Regions from separate parts of the Mus musculus genome. Here region 2 is linked to region 1. A link is a contact called in public HiChIP or PLAC-seq data. All regions are on one chromosome and are shown on one strand. Each heading gives the region's core, a stretch centred on a gene start, on an enhancer-like site or on the middle of the called end of the contact. The rest is flanking DNA. Distances are from core to core; before and after follow the strand shown. Region 1 has its middle 42 kb from the start of Sar1b. Region 2 has its middle 18 kb from the start of Gm39822.

The links. HiChIP or PLAC-seq counts read pairs in DNA pulled down with a chosen protein or histone mark.
Region 2: a contact with region 1 is called in an H3K27ac HiChIP or PLAC-seq map of trophoblast stem cells, with 21 read pairs. The contact joins two enhancer-like sites. A contact is called at or near these places in 1 of 15 datasets of contacts at CTCF or cohesin (CD8 T cells), 1 of 484 Hi-C or Micro-C datasets (liver), 8 of 115 datasets of contacts at active chromatin or transcription factors (acute myeloid leukemia, embryonic stem cells, extraembryonic endoderm stem cells and 4 more) and 1 of 9 other capture datasets (embryonic stem cells).

The regions. Positions count from the first base shown.
Region 1 is chr11:51,802,559-51,808,219 of GRCm38.p6, reverse strand. No RefSeq gene overlaps it. Among named protein-coding and RNA genes, the nearest start is that of Sar1b, 42 kb to the right of the region's middle. Within about 2 kb of position 2,854, at least 254 of the 459 cell types and tissues checked have an H3K27ac peak or open chromatin away from gene starts, as enhancers often do. A contact at or near this core is called in CD8 T cells, acute myeloid leukemia, heart atrium and 3 more, where this site is marked.
Region 2 is chr11:51,912,524-51,918,195 of GRCm38.p6, reverse strand. No RefSeq gene overlaps it. Among named protein-coding and RNA genes, the nearest start is that of Gm39822, 18 kb to the right of the region's middle. Within about 2 kb of position 1,970, at least 316 of the 459 cell types and tissues checked have an H3K27ac peak or open chromatin away from gene starts, as enhancers often do. A contact at or near this core is called in CD8 T cells, acute myeloid leukemia, heart atrium and 3 more, where this site is marked.

The DNA of each region.
Region 1 (5,661 bases), core at 1,605-4,104:
TTTATCCAGGGTGGCCAAGAGATCACCTAGAGGTGGATTTAAGCCCACTGAGATGGATTGCTGAGGTCAAAGTTTATTAGAAGAATTAATTCCTGCCATGGCAGACAGTCAGCACTACAGACATCAGGATGGGGGCTCCGAAGACAGGAATCAGGGTCTGCATAGCAGAAGCAGGAGGGGGTCTTCTCTTAGTGTTCTGAGGGTGGGAGTGGTTTTACTGCAAGACTCTCAAATTCCCTTACAGGGGCCAGGAAAAGGGTGGAGAGCAGAATGTGTGGTCAATTGCCAGGTGCAAACTGGGTCTCTGGAAGTCTGTTAGCCAGAGTTGGTCTGTGTAAGAGGGCAAGGCTGCTGCCGGAAAGAGGCCTGAGCAGCGGCCTGGGCTGCACCCTAACAGCCAAATCCTTTTTAAAATGTGGATTTGTTTTCTCTTTTGATCATACATATGATCAACAACGTGTGGGTGTGGGCACACATGCTCCCTGTGCCTAGGGTTTCAGGTCACTCGGAGCTGGAGTTACAGAGAGTTGTACTCTGCCCCAAGTGGACGCTGAGAGCCAAAGGAGCCGCCACAAGAGCAGACCATGTCTGTACCTGCTCGCTGAGCCAGCTTCCCAGCCCCTTTAACACCACATTCTTACAAAGCAGACAAATTGATGATTTTCCAAAGGTCTTGAGGGAAAGAATGCTAGCGACCTGGCGGTTGCCCAGAGGAACCGGGTTTACCAACTTGCACTTCCTGGAATCTGAGCTGGTAGCCAGCCCTGTTTGTTTTTGAGTTCTTCATAAGCCTGCCAGGACAACTGTGGTCTGGGGTTAGGGCAGGTACCAGCCTTGTGCAGTTTCCTGACAGGGGCTAGTTAGAAACAGCTGGTGGGGATGAGAGACGAGGTGTATGTGACAGTCAGCTGCTTGCGCCAAAGAGACCCAGCTGCCAGCCTTCTGAGTGGCTCGGGCCTTCCTCAGCTGTGGTCACCAGGGCACCTGAAACCTTGTAACCTGAGAGCAGGTCAGGGAAAGGAATCTGGATTAGGGATTGACTGCTATGATCAACTTGAGACTCAGAAGGTCAGCCAGAGATGTGCAGAGGAAAACAAGGGAGAAAAGTAGCTTGTTGAAAAACAAAACAAGGGGCTGGTGAGATGGCTCAGTGGGTAAGAGCACCCGACTGCTCTTCCAAAGGTCTGGAGTTCAAATCCCAGCAACCACATGGTGGCTCACAACCATCTGTAACAAGATCTGACTCCCTCTTCTGGAGTGTCTGAAGACAGCTACAGTATACTTACATATAATAAATAAATAAATCTTTAAAAAAAAAAACAAAAAACAAAACAAAACAAAGCAAAACAAAAAACCACCCATAACACCCATTACCCACTGCTATTTGCAGAATCCAAGGGGCTAGTTGGTTCTGGTATCAGTTGTTTGGGATATTGGGCTGCAAAGACGTAGCTCTTGCCTCCAGCCACAGCTTCTGGCCACTCCTTGCTGAAGAATCATCTTCCTGTCTCCAGAAAGGTCTTGGCTGTTGTTATAAAGGATTGTTTTCCAAGACAAAGGGCTGCTGCCTTCAGACATGCTGATGGGTTTCTCTGCAAAATATCATTAAACAACCAAAGGCATAGCTGAGCTTGTTGGCTGTTGAGGTTTCCCCATGGGAGGAGGGATGGAGGGTCTTGGGACCTTCACCTGACTATCCAGATACTCCTTCTAGCTGATCATAATTGTGTTCTTTCCTAACTGTGTGTGGCCTTGGGGGTTTCAGGAGGGGCTTGGAAGACCTGAAAGAAGGGGGCTCCATGTATACAACCACAGAAGCCATTCATTTTTGTGCCCACCTTCTAGTGCCGCTTCTCAGAGATCACCCATACTCCTTTGCAACCCCCTCATCCTTACTCTGTGAGTAACTTTAGTGAAGTCATTGGCTCCCTAGGCTGAACTTTGGTGGAATCCAACTTTGGCTAGTTTGTGGGAGCTAAGGAGGAGCAGGGTAGACGATTCCTAATCCCCACCCCTCAATTCTCTCACATATGATACAGGACACTGAGACAGAAATTGTACTTGGAGGCCATAAGACTTACTAAATGCCATGGACAGTCAGACGGCTCTGAAGAGAGGGAGTCAGAGCCCATGTGGCAGAAGTGGGTGTCTCTTGTTTACTTGTTTTTGGAGACAGGGTTTCTCTGTGTGGCCCTGGCGGTCCTGGAACTCACTGTGTGTCAGGCTGGCCTCAGACCCACAGAGAGATATCTGCCGCTACCTCCTGAGTGCTGGACTTAAAAGTAAGCACCACCACCGTGCGGCTTTCTTACAACTTTCTAAGGAGAGAAGTTGGACCACACAAGCCTGTAGCCAGGCTCTCCAATCCCGGGCAGGAGGAAGAGAAAGGGGGTGGGGAGTGGGGCGTGCGGCCAGAATGCCTCCTCTGAGTTAAATTCAACTCCCCAGGTGAGACTCTTCGTCCTAACTAGAGACTCCACAGTGTCCCCAGCTGGGCACCTGCCAGGATCCGTGGGCGGACAAGGCTGCTGTAGGTATGTGTTGGCCTAAGCAACAGCTGAAGGGGTTTTTTTAGGTACTATTTATTTTTATTTCATGTGTATGAGTGTTTTGCCCTCATGTACGTGCACCTGTACGTGCTTGGTGTCAGGTTACTTCCTGTAGAGAGGTTGAAGGGGGTAAGAGCGAGGTTTGGTCGGACCTTAAGTGAGACCGTGTTTATTCACAGTGAAGAAGCATTTCATCACCCACGTCTGGGTGGCCAAAATGCCTACAGAAGACAGTACTCCAGTTCCTTGTGAGGCGGAAACAACTACCAGCTACATTGTAGTCCCACCCTTCCAGGAACTCCTTGGTCTGGCTGCAAGGGACGATGGGAAATGTAGTCTTTTGGCAGGAAACTCTCACTTGATGTTCACAGAAACCTGAGAACTGAAGTGGATGTTGGACTCTTTAGTGCCAGAACCAAGAGCAGCAAGTTCACTTAAGCACTGAGCCTTCTCTTCAGTTCCAGCAGCTGGAACCCTCCCTCTCTCCCCATAAGGTCTCACTCAGGCTAGTCTTTTTTTTTTTTTTTTAAGATTCATTTATTTATTTAAAGTACGTGAGTACACTGTAGCTGTCTAAAGACACCCCAGAAGAGGGCATCAGATCCCATTACAGATGGTTGTGAGCCATCATGTGGTTGCTGGGAATTGAACTGAGGACCTCTGGAAGGGCAGTCAGTGCTCTTAACCTCTGAGCCATTTCTCCAGCCCATCAGGCTAGTCTTAAACTTGTGGCAATACTGGGATTGTGAGTAGAGTAATTCTGGTCAAAGCCTGAGCTCTGACAGGGCTAACACCACAGGCTCTGCCACTCATCCACAGTACATTAAATACATAGACATTAGTGAAAACAGACAAAGGAGATTTAGTTGGTGTGGCCACATTGGGAAGAGAAGCAGATAGAGAGCTTTAGTGACCTCCACCCCCAGCCCAAAATCCATCTTCAGCCCTGACATGAGGTTTAGGTTTGAATAGAAAGCAAGAAGGAAGCATGCTTAACTAAGCCATTGTGGTCAAAGTGTGGTCCACCCATCCCTGACCCATCATTGTCTGTCCTCTCAGGTGGGCTAACAGTTGTCAGAATTAAATCTCTCTCCAGGAGGCAAGTTCTTCCTTCAGCCAGCACCAGGGCTTGCAACCTTTTCCTTCTTGGGACCCTTGTTTCATTTGTTTCAATAGCCTGAGAGTAGTCAGAGACGAGTCTCTAGACCAGCTTCACCTGTAAAGACTGTTAGGGTCACAGGATTACAATCGTGAGCTGCCAGCCTCCCAAATGCATCCTATTCACGATCCTCTAGGGTCCTCACAGCATAAACATCTAGTCCAGTTCAGTTTGACTAGGCAGCCATGAAGCAATTTTCTAACAGTCGAAGCATCTTGCCGCCACCTTTCTGAATGCAGTCATTTCCAGGGTGACCTTTCCTGTGCCTCTACTATACCCTGCACATGGGATGGACTGCACCATCTTGTTCAGGCCTAGCCAGTCCCAGGCCAGGGGTTAATATGAAGACTGGTCAGATATGATCTCAGCTGTATCAAGAGTCTCACCTCAGGGCTCAGTCAGGTGCTTCTCAGGTAGACATTGCCTCTGTTTCAGTAACTTCAGCTTGTCTGTAACATAGTCACTTATTACTTTTGTATTTTTATTTGTATTTTGCTGGGGATCGAACCCAGAGCCTTAGTCATGTTTCTGTTCTACGACTGAACTGTGTTCAGCCTAGCGTATGTTCTAGTTTTACTTCAGACCAGAGTTCCCACAGTACCACACACGTGTCAGTGTGTAAGCTCAAAGGCCAGTCTGCCATTTTGAGGATAGTCCTGACTCCAAATAAGCTTTTCTGGTCTGCTAGTCTGTGAGCCTTGTGGACGATGGCTCTAATCTTAGCTTAGAAAACAAGTGTCATACAAGGTTCGTGTTGGAATCAGTACTGAACCTAAAGAACTTATGGTGGGTAAGAAATGGGTGAGGGCTGGGCGGTGGCGGTGGCGGTGGCACACACCTTTAATCCCAGCACTCGGGAGGCAGAGGCAGGCAGATTTCTGAGTTCGAGGCCATCCTGGTCTACAAAGTGAGTTCCAGGACAACCAGGGCTATACAGATATACAGAGAAACCCTGTTTTGAAAAACAAAAACAAAAAAACAAAAACAAAAAACAAAAAAAAAAGAAGAGAAGAAGAGAAGAAGAGAAGAGAAGAGAAGAGAAGAGAAGAGAAGAGAAGAGAAGAGAAGAGAAGAGAAGAGAAGGGGCTGGTGAGATGGCTTAGCGGTTAAGAGCGCTGACTGCTCTTCCAAAAGTCCTGAGTTCAAATCCCAGCAACCACATGGTGGCTCACAACCATCCGTAACAAAATCTGATGCCATCTTCTGGAGTGCCTGAAGACAGCTACAGTGTACTTACATATAATAAATAAATAAAGAAAAGAAAAGAAAAGAAAAGAAAAGAAAAGAAAAGAAAAGAAAAGAAGAGAAAAGAAAAGAAAAGAGAAACAGGTGAGGGCCGGCGGCTTAGCGGTAACGGTGCTGCCAAGCCTGATGACCTGAGTTTGACGTCAGAATTCACAAGATGAGAGGAGAGCGTGGTGGATTTGGTTTAATGCTTGCACTATGGGTTCCCAAATTGCTCAAGAACGGAGACTCCTCCGTGTAAGACGCTGCGGGTCCCGGTCCCCAGTTATTTCTAATTGGTAAATAAAGTTGCCGGTGACTAGTAGGCAGGGAGACGGAGGCAAGACTTTAGATTTCCCGGGCAAGGGAAGCCAGGGAAGAAGGATTTAATACCACCATGCCGGGGAAGCAGAAGGGTCAAGTCTGAGAAGTACGGGACAGAGAGACAGCCAACATGTAAGAGTCAGGGATTGTGGTCAGGAGGACTGTAGACTGGGCAGTCAGGATGCAATATAGGTTTTAGTAAGTAATAACTCGGGAATATTGGAGGGAAGGGTGTGCTAGCAGCATGGGGATTTGGGAGTGGTCCTGCCATTGAGCTTCGTAGGGTGTATTAAACATAAGACTCTGTGTGTGTGTGTGTGTGTGTGTGTGTGTGTGTGTGTGTGTGTTTCATTCGAGAATCCACAACACTGGGGTGGTAGCGAGGAACTCACGCTGTCACGGCTG
Region 2 (5,672 bases), core at 721-3,220, 110 kb before region 1:
GGGTCAAAGGGGATGGAAGTGGGAGAGTCTGGGAAAGTTTCCATCTCTGCAGCTGTCAGAACCAGCCTTCACTTTCAAGCAGACACTGCTTGGCTGATAGCACAGGGGGCTGGGCCTGAGAGGGCATCTCCTCTCTGCCCTCTGAGTCACTTCTTCCCTGGGACACTGTTCATCCCATTGGTGCCTTTTGTGTGGTTTGTTGTTTGTTTTGTTTTAAAACAGGGTCTTACTGTGTAGCTTCAGTTGGCCTGGAGTTCTCTATGTAGACCAGGCTGGCCTTGAACTCACAAAGATCTGCCTGCCTCAGCCTCCAAGTGCTAGAATTAAAGGTGTGTGCCACCATGCCCTGCTACTCCACTGGATTTTGCTTTTTGAACATTTGGAAATTAGTCTCTCTCTCTCTCTCTCTCTGTCTCTCTCTGTGTCTCTGTGTGTGTGTGTGTGTGTGTGTCTTTCTCTGTGTCTCTCTCTCTTGTCTCTCTGTGTGTCTTTCTCTTTCTCTGTCTCTTTCTCTGACCCTCTCTCTCTCCCCCCTCACTATGTAGACCAGGCTAGCCTAATACTCACCTGCTTCTACCTACAGAGCGCTGGGATGAAAGGTCTAGACTAACACTACCTTTCTGTGGCACTGCCCTAGTCTTGACCCCGCCCCTGTAAGAGCTAAGGGTCTGGGCCTATTGCTGAACAAGAAGATCTTAGGTCTCAAAGATTAATCTGTAAACATAGAGAAGGCTATGAGGAAACTCAAGAATGGGGCACTTCTGACACCAAGGCAGGCTGTCAGCAAATGGACTAGAGAAAGCACTCCTGCAGCTTTGATTTTTTTTTTTAGAGAGAGAGAGAGAGAGAGAGAGAGAGAGAGAGAGAGAGAGAAAGAGAGAGAGAGGGAGTTTCTCAATGTTGCTCTGATTATCCTGGGACTTGCCCTGTAGACCAGACTGGCCTAAAACTCAGAGATCAACCTGCCTCTGCTTCCCGAAAGCTGGAATAAAAGGCGAGCGCCACCACCCTGGTCAAAAATAACACATTTTTAAACAGAGTTAGCCCCTAGGCCCCGGGCATCTCCAGGTTCCTGTTTTAGGAAGATAACATTGGGGGTCACCCCCTATCACCTAGCATAGTGTCACTTGGGACAAAGATGTTTTGCTTCGAAACTACAGTCCAGCCACTCAGTAGTTTGGACTCTCTGTGCCTCAGTTTCCTTATCTCTAAAGGAAGGTAAGTTATCACAGAGAGTTCTCCGCAAGTACCAGCCTTTTGTCAGTAACTTCACACAGAAGGAAGAAAACCCTTGGGAATTGCTGTTCGTTTGAGAAGCTGGGCGTGGTGGGCTGGCCTTCCCGGAGCAGAGGGGGCGGGGCGTCCAGACAACCTCCCATCCCCACCCCCACCCCCCCAACCCGGTGCTCTCCGACGCAGAGCTTCCTTGCTGCTGGCGGGAGCTGAGTCACCATGTAGGCTCGCCTGGTATCCTCGTCACTGGACTTCGTAGACCTGAAAGTCCCGAATCTACCCTCCAGGCTAATCCACTTTGCTCTAGGTGCCTCCAGGAATTCTGGAAATGCTCCGAGGGGCCCACGGGTTTGGGGTGTGGAGGAAGCAGAAAGCCTCATTCTCCTCTGTCTAGAGAGAATTCCAGGAAGCCCTTGGGAATCTCCCTGGCACCGCTGGGCACCGAGCCTATCTCTGCACCTCTTATCTCAGCTTCCCTCGGGGGCAAGCTCTGTCTCTACCGAACCCCCTTGAAATGCACCTGCCTCAGAGTTGGAAGTGCTGCTCCAGGCTTAGAGAAGGACGCCAGAAGAAAGGATGCTAGGAACAGATGAATATCAGAGCCTTCATGGGGAGGCCGGCGGCTAGGGCTCCCACTGGCCCCGCCTGTCCTCTCCCAGCCCCCAGGACTCCAGGGGAAGTGGTGGATGGGGGAGGGGAACCAGGCTGACAGATTCTGTAAACAGAGCCGGTTTGGGCCTCAGCCAAGGACTGGGTGTCCTGGCCCAGCCTGGGTGTGAGGCCCATCCGTGGCTCTCCAGGACACCCCGCCCTGCCCAGCTGCCCGGGGGTGCCAGGCCCACAGCCAGCTCCAGCCAGGATGTGTCTGAGTTTTGGGAAATAGCCAGTTCCCTTCTGGGGAATGGGATTGAGCACCGCGGGAGGTGAGATGGGAGGGGCTTCTCCATAAGAAACGTCATTCATCTGTCATTTACAGAGTAAAAAGTTCAGGGATCCAGGCAGCTTAGGTTCTTCGTTTTTCCCAGACGCCAGTGCTGGGTTGTCGCCACACCCCCGTCCCCACCTTCAGTCTCCTGTTTCTTTCCTCTGTTCGAGGTAGAGTCCTAGCTAGAGAAGCTGACCAATGGGTCACCAGTTCTGAGAGAGCTCTTCAAGAAGCGGTCCCACTCCCTGTAGGTTCTTGCCAAATGTGGTCTGCGGTGCCCATGACCTCAGAGAGGCAACTCAGATGGGAGAGGAAGCCCTGGAGAGGGATGTTGGGGGAAAGGAAAGCTTTTGGGGTGACTCAAGCTACAGTGTGAGAAGGGGGGAGTCCCTGGTGGTTATTTAAAGATCTCAGTACCCCCAGCAGGTGGAGGCCGCAGTGGGCAGGACAACTTATATCCTCAAATGAGGACAGGAGTGTCTGTCCACCACCCACCCACGCCCACCCTACCCTCAGGGGGAGGAGAAGGGAGGGTGACCAAAGTCTCCAGGGGTAACCCCAGGACTTTACAGTGAGGATGACTGCTAGGGGATTCTACAGATAAATGATCTATAGCTGGGGATGTACCTCAGTTGTTAGGACACTTAAGGCAGGAGAACCTGGGTTCAATTCCAGCAGTGCATAAAATGGGCACAGTGACTCAAGCCAGCAATCTCAACATCTGGGAGGCAGAGGCTCAGGGTCAGAAGTTCAAACCTATTACTGAGCTATATCCTACTATGTGGGGAGTTTGAGGCCAGCACTAGCTATTGATTCTGTCTCAAAAACAAAACTAGTCAGAGAATGATATGGGAGGCAGGGGCAAATAAATCTCTGTGAGTTCAAGGACAGCCTGGACTACATAGAGGGTTTCAGTCCAGCCAGGGAAACCCAGTGAGAGTATCTTAAAATAAATAAATGAATAAAATTAAAACAAAACTAATGACCCACACCAACAGGCCATTTACTACTGACTTTCTCAGAGTCTTTAACCTCTTTGTCCTCTAGGAGAGAATTGAATGTAGAAGACCCTTTTTCGAGTTTGTTTTTGTTACCTTAAGACAACCTGCACTTTTGTGGGAAAAGGGATTCTCAATTGAGGAATAGCCTCCATCAGAATGGCCTATGGACATGCCTGTGGAGCATTTTCATGATTACTAATTAATGTGGAAGGGCCCAGCCCACTGTGGGCGGTGTCATCCCTATGCAGGTGGGCCTATGTTTTATATAAGAAAAGTAGCTGAGCGAGCCAGGTGGGAAGCAACTACTAAGCAGCAGACCTCGATGATCTCTGCTTCTGTTGCTTTCTCCAAGTTCCTATCTTGGTTTTCTTTGATGGTGGACTGTAAAATGTAAGATGAAATAATCTCTTTGCTGGACAAGTTGTTTTGGGTTGATATTTTGTCACAGCCTCAGAAAAGCACAAAATAGCCTCCTCTCTCCATCCCACCCCCAATCCCCAATCCCTTAGAACTTGTTTGAGTCCCGATTTGTAAACGTGCCTTACTTGCTGGCTCTGGCCCAGATGGAATGAGTGAGTCTATACTCACAGGCACTGAGAAAGCCAGACTCAACGGCTACCTCCTCCAAGGTGTGTCAGCCTGGGCAAAGCCGGGACAAAGAATAGAATGCTAAGAATGAGACTGGTAGGTGATAGGATGGCTGTGATTCCAGCACATGGGAAGCAGAGGCAGGAGGATCAGGAGTCGAAGGGCAGCTTTGGCTACCTAGTGAATTTGAGGTCAACGTGGGCTACACGAGACCCTTAAACAAACAAACAAACAAACAAAGAGTTTGACAGACTTGGAAAAGTTCTAGGTCCTACACCCCCATCAGTTTCCTTCTCAGCTCCAGTCACCAATTCAGCATCCAAGGCTCTCAGTTTTCTGCATGTTGCAGAACCAGTGGTCTTGGTAGATACATACTAATCTGAGGTTGTAGACTATGGCAGGGGGTGTGGCTTGAGGCTGTATATAGAGTTGATTCTTCTACCAAGACATAGCCTAAGCTAGGCCCGGCAAGGCTTCACATGTAAATCCATGAAAAGCATGGGCCAAGGCTGACCTCTGATGTCAAGCTCTCTTCACTTCAGTAAGGCAGCTGGGGGTACATTGCCCAGGGGTTCCTTGATGAGATAGGGTGACACCACTAGGACCTGTGCCTCTGCTTGGGGGGCGGCAGAGGGTGTCTAGACAAGCTGCAGAGAAAAGAGAGTGAAGACTTAAGTTACCCCTGAAGCATCTCTTGGGGCTTCTGGTAGTGCCCAGAGCACCAGGGAAGGGGCTGTAGAATGGAAACTTTAGCAGGTAGTAAGTGTGTGTATATGGGAAGGCGGTCTTGGTCAGTCTTCATTCTCAACATGACTGGATTTGGAATACCCTTGGGTAGATCTTTGAGGCAATTTCTAGGAGGGTTTAACTGATGAGAAAAGGTCAACTGGGATGTTTGGAATAAGAATGGTGCCCATAAGCCCACGTATGTGAGTGCTTGACCCCCACCCACTGCAGTTGGTGGAAATGTTTGGGAAGGATTAGGAGGTGTGGCCTTGTTGGAGGAGGTATGTCACTGGGAGTGGGCTTTGAGGTTTCAAAAGCCTCCATCATTCCCAGTAGGCCTCTCGCTCTCTCTGACTCATGCTTGTGGATCTGATGTAAGCCCTCAGCTACTGCTCCAGCACCATGCCTACATGTCTGCTGCCATGCTCTCCACCATGGTAGCCATGGGCTATAACCCCCTAGAACTGTGAACCTCCAACTTAAATGCTATCTTTTGTAAGTTGCCTTAGATGTGTTTTTTTCTCCTGGTAATAGAAAAATACACACACACACACACACCCCACTCTATCATGGCTGGATAAAGAGTAAAGATGGAGAAAGGAAGGGAGGCTCTGGCAGGCATCTTTTCCTGTGGTCTGCCTTTGGATACAATGTGGCCTTGCATATTCCTCCTCCATCATAGACATACCCCCTCAAACTGTGAGCGGAAATAAATTCTTCCTTTCTTAGGTTACTTCTGTAGGTATGTTGTCATAGCAACTAGAGGAAAGTAGTAAGGGGCATGAGGAAAATGGGCTGCCATTTTGCTAGGTCCCCTCCCCCACAACGGCTTCAAAAAGCAGTGTGTGCTCCCTTCACCCCTACCAAACCTGAAAGTTGCTCTTGGAATCCACACACTTCAATCTGGCAATGCTTCCTGGCGTTAAGAAGAAAGGGGTTAGTGGGAGTGGACATCATGAGGGAAAGGGTCCAGGCCAGGATGGATGTGGTTTTTTTCAGGTGGCTCCATTTCAGTGGCAGGTGACTGGCCAGTGTCAGGGAAAAGGGCTGATGAGATAAACTGAGGAATGCCACAGTGTCTCTCATGGCAGAATAAACAGCTCTGCTTTCATTCATTCTCCTCAGCCTCCATGGCTAGCACAGCCTCCAGGATGCTCTCTCTTTCTCTGTGCCTTCCTTTCTTGCTTGCCTGCAGCTTC